2 separate regions of the Mus musculus genome follow, and region 2 is linked to region 1. The links are chromatin contacts, called in public HiChIP or PLAC-seq maps. All regions are on one chromosome and are shown on one strand. Each heading gives the region's core, a stretch centred on a gene start, on an enhancer-like site or on the middle of the called end of the contact. The rest is flanking DNA. Distances are from core to core; before and after follow the strand shown.

Region 1 (5,204 bases), core at 1,325-3,824:
TTAGTGCTGGACTGGGTTTGGGGCACACCCCAGTTTTTGCAGGGGGTGGGGAATAAAATAAGGTACAGGGTATGCCCAGGATATCTGAAGATTGGCCTGGAGCACCTCTTCCACACACCAGCCCTGACTTGACCACACCCCTCTGCCTCCGTCTTCCTTTTACCAGAGTCCAGTGAGTAGCCACGTGTATGTATCTACAAAGGAAGTCCTAGGCTAGGGATCTGGGCAATGCCATCACCAAAGCCACATTTGTCATTGGCGACAGACCAGATGCCAAGCCTGTCCTATCACTACAGTGGGAACGGGAAGATGGTGAATTAGATACATAAAACTTCGCTGATACCTACCTTCCTAGAATTACCAGTTCAAATGAAAGTATCATTTACTTTCCTAAATTCAACTATGGAGAAATAAGGGCTTTTACTGGCTCATTCTCCAACATTCTGGAGTTAGTTATATTTATGCCAAATGCATTAGTCCCCATGAGTTTAAGGTGGAGTGGAGCCAACTTCAAGTACGTTTTGAAGTCCACAGTAGGCTTTGGAGACTCTAGAGAACACATTTTCATTGGTTGCTATTTACAGGCAGGAGTGAAACACAGAGGCCGCTCTTGTTTCCTGGTGGTCAGCTGAGATTTAATTTTGTTGGTGCAGATTGCTTGGGCCAGCAACAGTAATTCCCTAGTCGTCCCCACACTGGCCGTCATAAGGGACGGTTTATACAGCACTGGTCTCCTAGACAAGGTGACATTTGTTGCCCAGGTGGAGCCTTTAAGTCTGTCTGAAGACTAGAGACACTGCTGCTGGGCCGCAGGGGACTCTGATACTTTAGGAGCCAAGTTCTGCCGGCCTGGAACCTGTTTGTTTTATTCAAGTCTATAAATGGCCTTGTTTTACTTATTCATTTCCCTTTTTCCAGCTGTAGATATCTATTTCTCCCGATAGCCCTGTGTACATATGTATGATGTTGCTTGTCCCTCAGCGACAGGCCCACACTTCCCCCCCTAACCCCATTCATCACGTGGAGGACCTCTGGTAACGATCCTAGGATGTCCTGAGTGCTTCTCTGTGGCTATAGGAACACACTGACAAGGAAAGGATTAGTTTGGTTTATACTTCCAGGTCACAGTTCATCATTGGTGGAAGTCAGGGCAGGAACTTAAGGCAGGAGCCTGGAGGCTTGACAGCACATGTCAGGGAGCGGAGGTCTGAGGCAAAGTGGGGCAGGGTCTCTGTGGAAGGTTTATCCTTGCTCTTGGGTGCTGCACCCATTCCATCGGTTGGAGAAGGCTGTGTGAGCCCCTTGTCGGAGTCAGAGCATCTGTCGTCAGCAAGGCACCCAAGCTTCTGTTTCTGGTCATTTATCTGCGCTGTCCACATGGCAAGCTCCGTCTTCTCCACCTTCATTTAATAACTCGACTTTGCTTGTCTTTTTTTTTTTTAAAGATTTTATTTACTTATTTTATGTATGTGAGTACAGATGGTTGTGAGCCTTCATGTGGTTGTTGGGGATTGATTTTTTAAGATCTCTGCTCCCCCCCTAAGAAGAAAAGGAAATTTTCTGAGGAGCCTGAAGTTGCTGCTAGCTTCACAAAGAGCAGCACAAAGAAAAAGAAAAGGTCCCAGAAAGCACAGGAGGATTAGAACGGACCTGCTTGGTGGGAGGGGCATACCTTGTGGTGGCAGCTCCTGCCCATAATAAAACCCCAATAAAAACAAAAACAAAAATGACCTCAGCTCGTTCTGGTCGGCTCGCTTAGGCCCAAAGATTTATTTATTTATTATACATAAGTACACTGTAGCTGACTTCAGAAACACCAGAAGAGGGAGTCAGATCTCATTACAGATGGTTGTGAGCCACCATGTGGTTGCTGGGATTTGAACTCAGGAAGAGCAGTCAGTGCTCTTAACCGCTGAGCCATCTTGCCAGCCCTACCTTGCTCATCTTGGTAAGCCCAGGCTCTCACTCCACAGGGGCTGCCGCCCAATGTTTCTTCAAAGCAAACCTTCAGTGGCGACACCCCCACTTTTGCCTACAGCCATTTCTCCCTCCTATGTACCGGTGCTTAAGGGATCTAGTGGTTGAGTATAAGCCGCCTGCTTCTGTTGCTCCGGGCCCTGGATCAGAGAGGCCTGACACTCACTCAGAGTCCTCACTGGAAGACTAGGGACATTGGCCAGAGAGACTGAAGCGCTGTCCTTCTCTTCAGAGCTGTGCTGTCTCCAAAAATGGAACCGTGCAGCAGGTGTTCTAATCTTTGCTGTTTTGTTTTGTTTCTCCTAGCGACACAAACGTGAAATACGGTGAGGGAGGGTTTATGCCCTTTGGATTCTCTGGTGTCCTGTCAGGGGCAGCGACCTGCTTTTATGCCTTCGTGGGCTTTGACTGCATCGCCACCACAGGTCCGTGGACTCTCGCACCCGTGGGGCCCTGCTTCTTTGCAACCACCTCCAGTAATGCCTTTTCCTCTTGGCACAGGCCACTTGCAGCTCTGGGTCCGTGGGAGTAACTGCAGAGATTTGTCACTTCCTGCTGATAGCTTCTCACCTCCCCACACCCCCTAGGAGCAGTGCCTGGCAGGAAATTACATCATTAACATAACGAGGGCTCTGCCGCTAGACTGGGACAATGACAGCGTGGCTGTAGCCTGATTTCATATCTGCACGCGCAGGCCTTTGTAATAACAACAGCCGGGCAGGTTGGATAGGTCAGGCTCCCTTAAGCCTCTCAGCCTTTCTCAGCCAAAAGAAACAAGCCTCTCCCTTAGCTGAGCTGCCATAGGAGGGTCGGGAACACCTTCCTGGGCTGTGGTTATGCGGTGGGCGTTACTGAGGACCCTGCTCTGTCACGGGAGGGCAGAAGACCCCGGTTCCTGCCCACCGAACCCTGTGGGGCGTGGCTTAGCCCGTTTGACCTTGCAGAGGATGTGATGCTACGACTACTCCTCCCCCTTCCCTCATTGGCCGACACCCTGTTGCTTCTAGGGGAAGAAGTCAAGAACCCCCAGAAGGCCATTCCTGTGGGCATCGTGGCGTCCCTCCTCATTTGCTTCATAGCGTACTTTGGCGTGTCCGCCGCTCTCACGCTCATGATGCCTTACTTCTGCCTGGACATCGACAGCCCGCTGCCTGGTGCCTTCAAGCACCAGGGCTGGGAAGAAGCTAAGTACGCAGTGGCCATTGGCTCTCTCTGCGCACTTTCCACCAGGTGAGATCAGCTTCCGAGTGCTCCCAACCCCAGCACCCCAGCGTCAGTGGTGTGTCTCGTTGTGTTTTAGCCCAGTGGAATGTTATACAGCTGTGTTGTGTTATAAAACGTGCTCCCTTTTATCCATGGGGAGCATGGATACACTGGATGCCTGAAGCAAAAGATTATTCCAAACCCCATATACACAGTATTTCCTTTTACACACACACACACACACACACACACACACAGACACACACACACAAATGTGTAATGTATAACATTTGGCACAGTAAGATTGACACCAATAGCTAAGGGTACAATGGAGGCACTACTATGTACTGACATTTTAAAGATTTATTTATTTATTTATTTATTTTATGTTTATGAGCACTCTGTCTGCATGCCAGAAGAGGGCATCAGATCTCTGTGTAGACGGTTGTGAGCCACCATATGGTTGCTCGGAATTGAACTCAGGACCTCTGGAAGAGCAGCCAGTGCTCTTAACCGCTGAGCCATCTCTCCAGCCCACATACTGACCATTTTAAAAAATAGAATGATCAGTTGCTTATTTCTGGAATTTTCTATCTAATATTTCCATACTGTAGTTGACACAGGTTACAAACTACAGAATGTGAAAGTAGGTAAGGGGAAAAACCACCACGATGTTGTGAAGAACTAGAGCTGATGTCTATGCATGATACTTGGCAAGGAAATGGTTTTCTGCTCCTGACTTTGGCCTCTGAGCCAGGCCCCCTCTTTGACCACTGTATTTTGGTCTTTAGTTTGGCTGTAAGGTAGTAGCTCCTTTGCATAAAGGAGCGGGTGCCTTTTAATGAGACATATACCCCACCACACACACACACACACTCACACACTCACACACTCTCTCTCTCTCACACACACTCACACACACTCACATACCCTGTGCTTCCCCACCAGCTTGTGTAAACAGGAACCATTTGCTAACGATCAGCCTCAGCTAGGAATATTTGCAGACACAAATGTGAAATCTCCCTTTATGGAGGTTGCTCCTGGATCGCATCTCTTCTCTGTCAGGGGCCCCTGTTCTTACCATTGGTCTTAGCCCTGTTAGCCCTGCGATGTTAACTTTGTGAAATGCCAGGGCTTGTAGCCCCGGGTGCCAGGCAGTTACCGGAGGGGAGTTGATCTTGGTGAGAGCAGACGCCCCTCCTTGGAGGCAGCCCTGCATGGGTCCGCTGAGGCCTTATCTGCCAATGACCTGGTTTTTGCCTGTTTTGCTTTCCTCTCACCCAGTCTCCTAGGCTCCATGTTTCCCATGCCCCGAGTTATCTATGCCATGGCTGAAGATGGACTACTGTTTAAATTTTTGGCCAAAATCAACAATAGGACCAAAACACCCGTAATCGCCACTGTGACCTCAGGCGCCATTGCTGGTGAGTATGCACTTACCGTTACAACTCGTTTCCCGGGCTGTTACTAAATCAGCACATGGAGGGGAGCGGATCTCGAATCTTCCTCGGCTGTGAACTGTGAAAAGCTGCAGCTCGTCTATTAGAACTTTATCAGACTGCCGCTGTTCACATTCAGGACTGGGCTCACCAAAAGATAACTGCGTTAATTTATTTTTTAAAAAAGATTTTTATTTTATGTGTATGGATGTGGCCCTGCATGTGTGTGTGTGTGTGTGTGCACCAAGTGTGTACCTGGTACCTATGGAGGCCAGAAGAGGAGCCAGGTTTCCCAAAACTAGATTTATAGATGGTTGTGAGCCAGCAACACTTGTCTGTTGGTAACCAAGCTCAAGTCCCCTGAAAGAGCAGCCAGTGCTCTTAATTGCTGAGCCATCTCTCCAGTTCTAGATACCTATACTTTGATAAAAGACAAACCAGAGGGTAAGATGCAATTATTCTTAGAGTTTAACTCTTATTGTCAGCCGGGCAATGGTGGCACATGCCTGTAATCCTAGCATTTGGGAGGCAGAGGCAGGTGGATTTCTGAGTTCGAGGCCTGGTCTACAGAGTGAGTTCTAAGAC
Region 2 (5,204 bases), core at 1,669-4,168, 330 kb before region 1:
ACTGCATGATGCCGTCTGATTGGGCAGTCTTGGTGAAGGCATGCCTTTCACCTGGGCAGTATTTAGATCGGAAAGCCTTCCTTATTGAATTTGCAAATGAACAGGCAGCGTCTAACTCTGCTGCAGGAAATCCAGCATGGGATAAGGATATGCTGCTTGGTCAAGGTCGCTTTGCACAACAACAGACAGGACATCCAGTGCAGGTGTTTGAGTAGGTGAATCAGATTGCCATAAGGGCGTGGAAATCATTGCTCACCTGTGTTGACAGTGTTGACGTGGGCAAGAGGGTCTGTTTGTGTGTTTCCTCAGGATCACCGACAACAGCTGTGGGTCCCAGAACGGCTGACCAGAGCAATTCAAAGCAAGCAGAGCTATGAGGACGTGGATGTTCCTGTGGCTGGGGGTGCTCCCGCTAGTGAGAACTGAAGAGCTCTGTGTTCCTGAAACCATGCTGTTGACGCATTCAGGTGTTTCCTCAATTCTTTACATCTAATGCCAGATTTTAAGCCTTAATGGAACTCAAATAGAACCCGTCATTGTTGGCAATTTTACCTCTTGGCTTACCTCTGCTTTTTCTTACTTTAAGGAATGGGTGGGAGTGATTTTGTTTGGTGCTGCCATATGCTGTGGACTGGTGTTCATGCTCTGGTTGGTATGCAAGTTCAGAACCCAACAAAAACGTGACAAGGTGATTATAACTTAGGCACTTTTAGCTATTGAAAACAGCACCTCCCCTGAAGTTTGGTTATCTATGCTCAAGAATTAGTCGGCATCTGAGTTCTCTGCTCTTGCACCCCATGGATTTATAGATCCATTGCACTGGAATGAGAGAGACTCAACGATCATTGATCAGCCCTTGCACATCACTGAGGTTTCCTCATTGTACGCGATAGGGTGATCATGACTTCCCTACTAATTCATTTTTTGGCTGGCCTCTTTTGTAGAGTTCGCCCTAGGTCATCTAGCAGCTATTGTCACACAGAACTGCGGTATCCAGAGACGGGCAACTTTCCTCATGCACAGACCAACCTAAGACACGGGACCCAGTGGCGATAGGGTTACCCTATGACGGGTAAGGCTGTGACATTAGAGGAACGACCTAAAACAGCAGCCACGGTGGATGGACATAATTGCACAGGCCTAGTCCAGCCTCATTTTATTAAAACAAAAGGGGGAGATGTGGGAAGCCACATGTGCCGTTGCAGGGTGGCACTGGCCACCACTGGCCACCACACATACATAGGCAGTAAAGTTTCTTGCCAAGATGAGGTTTTGAGAGTTAACCAATCAGATGAGAGACAAGTTAACCAATCAGATGAGAGACAAGTTAACCAATCAGATGAGAGACAAGTTAACCAATCAGATGAGAGACATGTTAACCAATCAGATGTGAGACATGCAAATGAGGTGGTAAGCATAACCCATGCATAACCAATCCGGGTGTGAGACACGCCTCTCCTAGGCCTATATAAGCAGCACCAGTTCTGGGCTTGGGGTCTCTCTTCGCCTCTGCAATCAGTCTCTCCCAATAAACGTGTGCAGAAGGATCCTGTTGCAGCGTCGTTCTTGCTGGCAAGTCTGGCGTGCGCAAGAGCGTCAGTCAGGTCTGGAGTCATCTTGTGTAATTGTTGGTGTCCTTCATCTGGACTTAGTCAGCTTGGGGAGGGGGTCAACTGGAACAGTCTGTTGGTGACCTTTGTCTGGATTTAGTCAGCTTGGGGAGGAGGTTCAGCTTTATGTCTTAAGACTTGGTGGTCATCTTTTTCACTTGGATTATTATAAAGAATTTAGTTTTGGCTCCCAACACAAAATATACAATATATATTTTCAAGTTTATTTGTTTTATGTGTGCATTTTCCTGTGTGTCTGCCTGTGCACCATAGGGGTGCAGTGCACACAGAGGCCAGAAGACGGCGTCAGATTCCCTAAAACTAGAATTATGTATGGTTGTGAGTTCCTATGTGGATGCCGGGGGGAACTAACCTGGGTCATCTACAAAAGCAGCCAGTGCTCTTAACCACTGAACTGTCTCTCCAGCCCTCAACAATTTACACTTAAAACGCAAAAATAAGAAAGATCCCAAGTTTAATAGTGGACAAAAGGTCTGAATGAACAGTATACAAAGAAGAAAGCAGGAAAGTATCCAAAAAAAGATGCCCAAAGAAGAAGAGGAGGGAAGGAGAGGGAGAGGGAGGAGAAGCAGAAGAGCAGGAGGAGGAAGAAGAAGAAGCAGAGAGGAGGGGAGGGGAGGGGAGGGGAGGGGAGGGGAGAGGAGAGGAGAGGGGAGGAGAGGGGAGGAGAGGGAAGGGGAGGGAAGGGGAGGGAAGGGGAGGGAAGGGGAGGGAAGGGGAGGGAAGGGGAGGGAAGGGGAGGGAAGGGGAGGGAAGGGGAGAAGAGAAGAAGGGAGCATTCAGAACCTGCTCAGTTCTATGGCTCAGGGGTTCAGGATGCCACTGATCGACAGCTAGTTTACTTAAAGTGTAAAGTCCAGGGCCAGAACTTCAGACACAACAGGAGTCAAGAATCTGCATTGCTTCTGTGATTGTTTCCTGGTGAGTTTGAGGTGCCCTGTGAAGACAGCATGCTCTCTATTGAGCCTATCTCTTCTCCTTTCTAAAGAGAACCTGTTTTAAAAAGTCCTGTCACGTCTCTCCTAAAGACTAGCTTTCCATGCCTGCCAAAACCAAGTGAGCAGCCCAGCTCTTTGGGAACTAAACTTTCTCCTTCTTCGCTGCTCTTGCTCCCTTCCCATCTGCTCACCCCCACCACCACTCCCGCCCCCATCCCGCTTGGCTTTGCTACCTCTTCAGCCTCCTGCCTTGACGCTCCTTTAGAGCCACTGCCTCCTCAGCCCCAGCCACACTTCCGGTTCCCTCTCTTCTCCGCGAGGTGCTTGTTGGTGAGATCTCGCAGCTTCCTGGCACTTGCTACAACAATGGATTCTTGCTTCTGTAAGTTGCCTTGGTCTTAGTGCTTTGTCACAACAGCAGGGAAAGCGCCAAATACACACGTGACAGTGTTAAAGTTTTGCAATCATCCTCTGAAGTAAAAAGTGTTCTCCAGTAAAGAAAAGAGTCCGGGCTCGGCCTAAATATAAAGCCTCTGACGGCTACTCACACAGAGGATGGCTGGGCCTCGGGGTCCGAAGATCTGGATTTCAGCAAGTAATGTTTGCCACTTTCGCCACACTTCCTTTCAGTTTGCTTCAGGAAAGGGTCCATGAACTGACAAAACAGCTTCCATTTCAGATCACACCAGATAGGAAGTTGTCTGCCAAGTTCACTGCATCTGCTACTTAATCAGGTAATGGCACAAAATGCCCAGCAGCTGCAAGAAAGGGACGACCGACGACTGTCAGTACAAGGATCAATCAGTTCAGGAGAGCAATAACTCCTGCCCTTCCTCCAGCTGGGAACAGTAGGGCTTCAAATGCAAAATAAGATCACACTGTGAATGGAGTCAGGGCTCACTGGAGAAAGCAAGCACACTATGGCGACCCCATACATTCTTCTCGCCCAAGTTGTAACCTTGTAGCTGTTGTAGCTGTGGCTTCTGAACCTCTCTCAGGTTTTCTGGGCCACTCACTCACCGGCCACACTAGTGACCTAGTGATCTAATGACCCTTGGGACTAGAAGGCAGAGGATCTGGAAAGCAATTTGTTTCAGGAAAGACACATGCCTGCTGGAATGAAACAATGTGTGAATAATTGTGTATATCAGAAGCAAATGGTGCCTGCGGCCTTCTTTCCTAATTGGGTAGTTTCTGCTGGGGCCACTGGGGGAAATTGACGCTCTACAGAATATCTTGAAGAAACAGGGTAAGGAAACCAACTTCCCAATTCCTTTTGTGAAGCTGGTCTTACGCTGCTCCTGAAATAGATACAGAAAAGAAATTCACGTATCAATGGCACTCAAGAACATATAAACACTCTTGAGATGCCAATAAGATTCAGTTACATGTCAAAGGGATTAATCATATCCCACAAATAAAGGAGGGGTTATCTCAGGTTGATTTAGTATTGCAAGCCCACAGTGTAATCCATTAAAATAACAGGAAAAAAAACCAACCAAACAAACAAACCAAAACCATGGTTTGATAAATCAGTAAAGGAAAAGCACGTGATGAAATTTAGTAGTGGCCACTGTGATTTAAAAAAAAGAAAGAAAAAAGACACACACACACACACACACACACACTCAGAAAAATAGGAACAGAGTGAAATGCCTCAAGCTGATATAAATAATGGCTCACAGTCTGCCTTGCTTGGGAAGGCAGGCTGCCTTCCTCTGAGACAGAGACACTCAGGCAAGGGTCCCTGGGCACTCAAAAGAGTGATAGAAACAAATTCCTGTCAGTAGTACCTCATGGAAGAGTGAAACCGTTTCCCGGGCAACTGTTTTCTGTTCAGCTATGGAGGAAGCTACTATGTGGCTTGGACAGTGTCTCGCAGTCAGCGTGAGGTACAGGGGAGGGGTTCACAGACCTCTAGCAGGAAGCTCAACTGAGTGCTCATTTGGGATCTCGCCCCTGCTCTGGACGTTGCCACAAGCGTTTGGAACTGCTGCTTATCATACCCAAGTTGAGTTCTGGAACACCTGCTTTTCAAAGACCTCTGCTCCGTGATCTGAACTCCTGCAGATGTCGTCACATCTGTCTGGGAGGGCTTGTATGGCACACTACAATTCAAAACTAAACGGTCGGCTACCAAAACTCTTTTGGAGGCTCAAGACATTATAAACACAATGTGATAATCTGGGTAGGTGGTGGACTTTTGAGAGGTAGTGTGTGGGACTGCTTCCCTCAAGAAGGGATTAATATGCTTCTTTTGAGACCAGGTTAGTTATCAGGGTGGTGAGTTGTCATAACGTGAGCCTGGCAGGGACTGGAGAGACAGTTTGGTGGTTAAGAGCACTGCCTGAGTCTCCAGAGGTCCTAGGTTTGGTTCCCAGCACCCACACAGGGGGCATTTAACAGTCTGTAACTCTCATTACAGAGGATCTGGCGCCCTCTGCAGGCCATTGTGGCCACTACACACATGTGGTACATATATGTACACGTGGGCAAAACACCCATACACATAGAAGAAGAGAAAGAGGAGGAGGAGGGGGGTGAAGGGGGAGGGAGGAAGAGGAAGAGGAGGTGATGGTGATAGTGGTGGTGGTGGTGATGGTGATGGTGATGGTGGAAGTGTGCCAGGCACTTA

Evidence for each region. HiChIP or PLAC-seq counts read pairs in DNA pulled down with a chosen protein or histone mark.
Region 2: a contact with region 1 is called in an H3K4me3 HiChIP or PLAC-seq map of bone marrow-derived macrophages, with 5 times the contacts expected there. The contact joins two enhancer-like sites. A contact is called at or near these places in 1 of 15 datasets of contacts at CTCF or cohesin (embryonic stem cells), 2 of 484 Hi-C or Micro-C datasets (the G1E-ER4 cell line and palatal mesenchyme), 1 of 115 datasets of contacts at active chromatin or transcription factors (bone marrow-derived macrophages) and 1 of 9 other capture datasets (liver).

Annotation. Positions count from the first base shown.
Region 1 is chr5:148,339,936-148,345,139 of GRCm38.p6, reverse strand. It overlaps Slc7a1 (solute carrier family 7 (cationic amino acid transporter, y+ system), member 1), which reads left to right. Exons shown (of 13, transcript NM_007513.4): 6 at 2,284-2,402; 7 at 2,985-3,207; 8 at 4,465-4,604. Among named protein-coding and RNA genes, the nearest start is that of Slc7a1, 57 kb to the left of the region's middle. Within about 2 kb of position 2,574, at least 180 of the 459 cell types and tissues checked have an H3K27ac peak or open chromatin away from gene starts, as enhancers often do. A contact at or near this core is called in bone marrow-derived macrophages, where this site is marked.
Region 2 is chr5:148,672,170-148,677,373 of GRCm38.p6, reverse strand. No RefSeq gene overlaps it. Among named protein-coding and RNA genes, the nearest start is that of Gm36140, 41 kb to the right of the region's middle. Within about 2 kb of position 2,918, at least 28 of the 459 cell types and tissues checked have an H3K27ac peak or open chromatin away from gene starts, as enhancers often do. A contact at or near this core is called in bone marrow-derived macrophages, where this site is marked.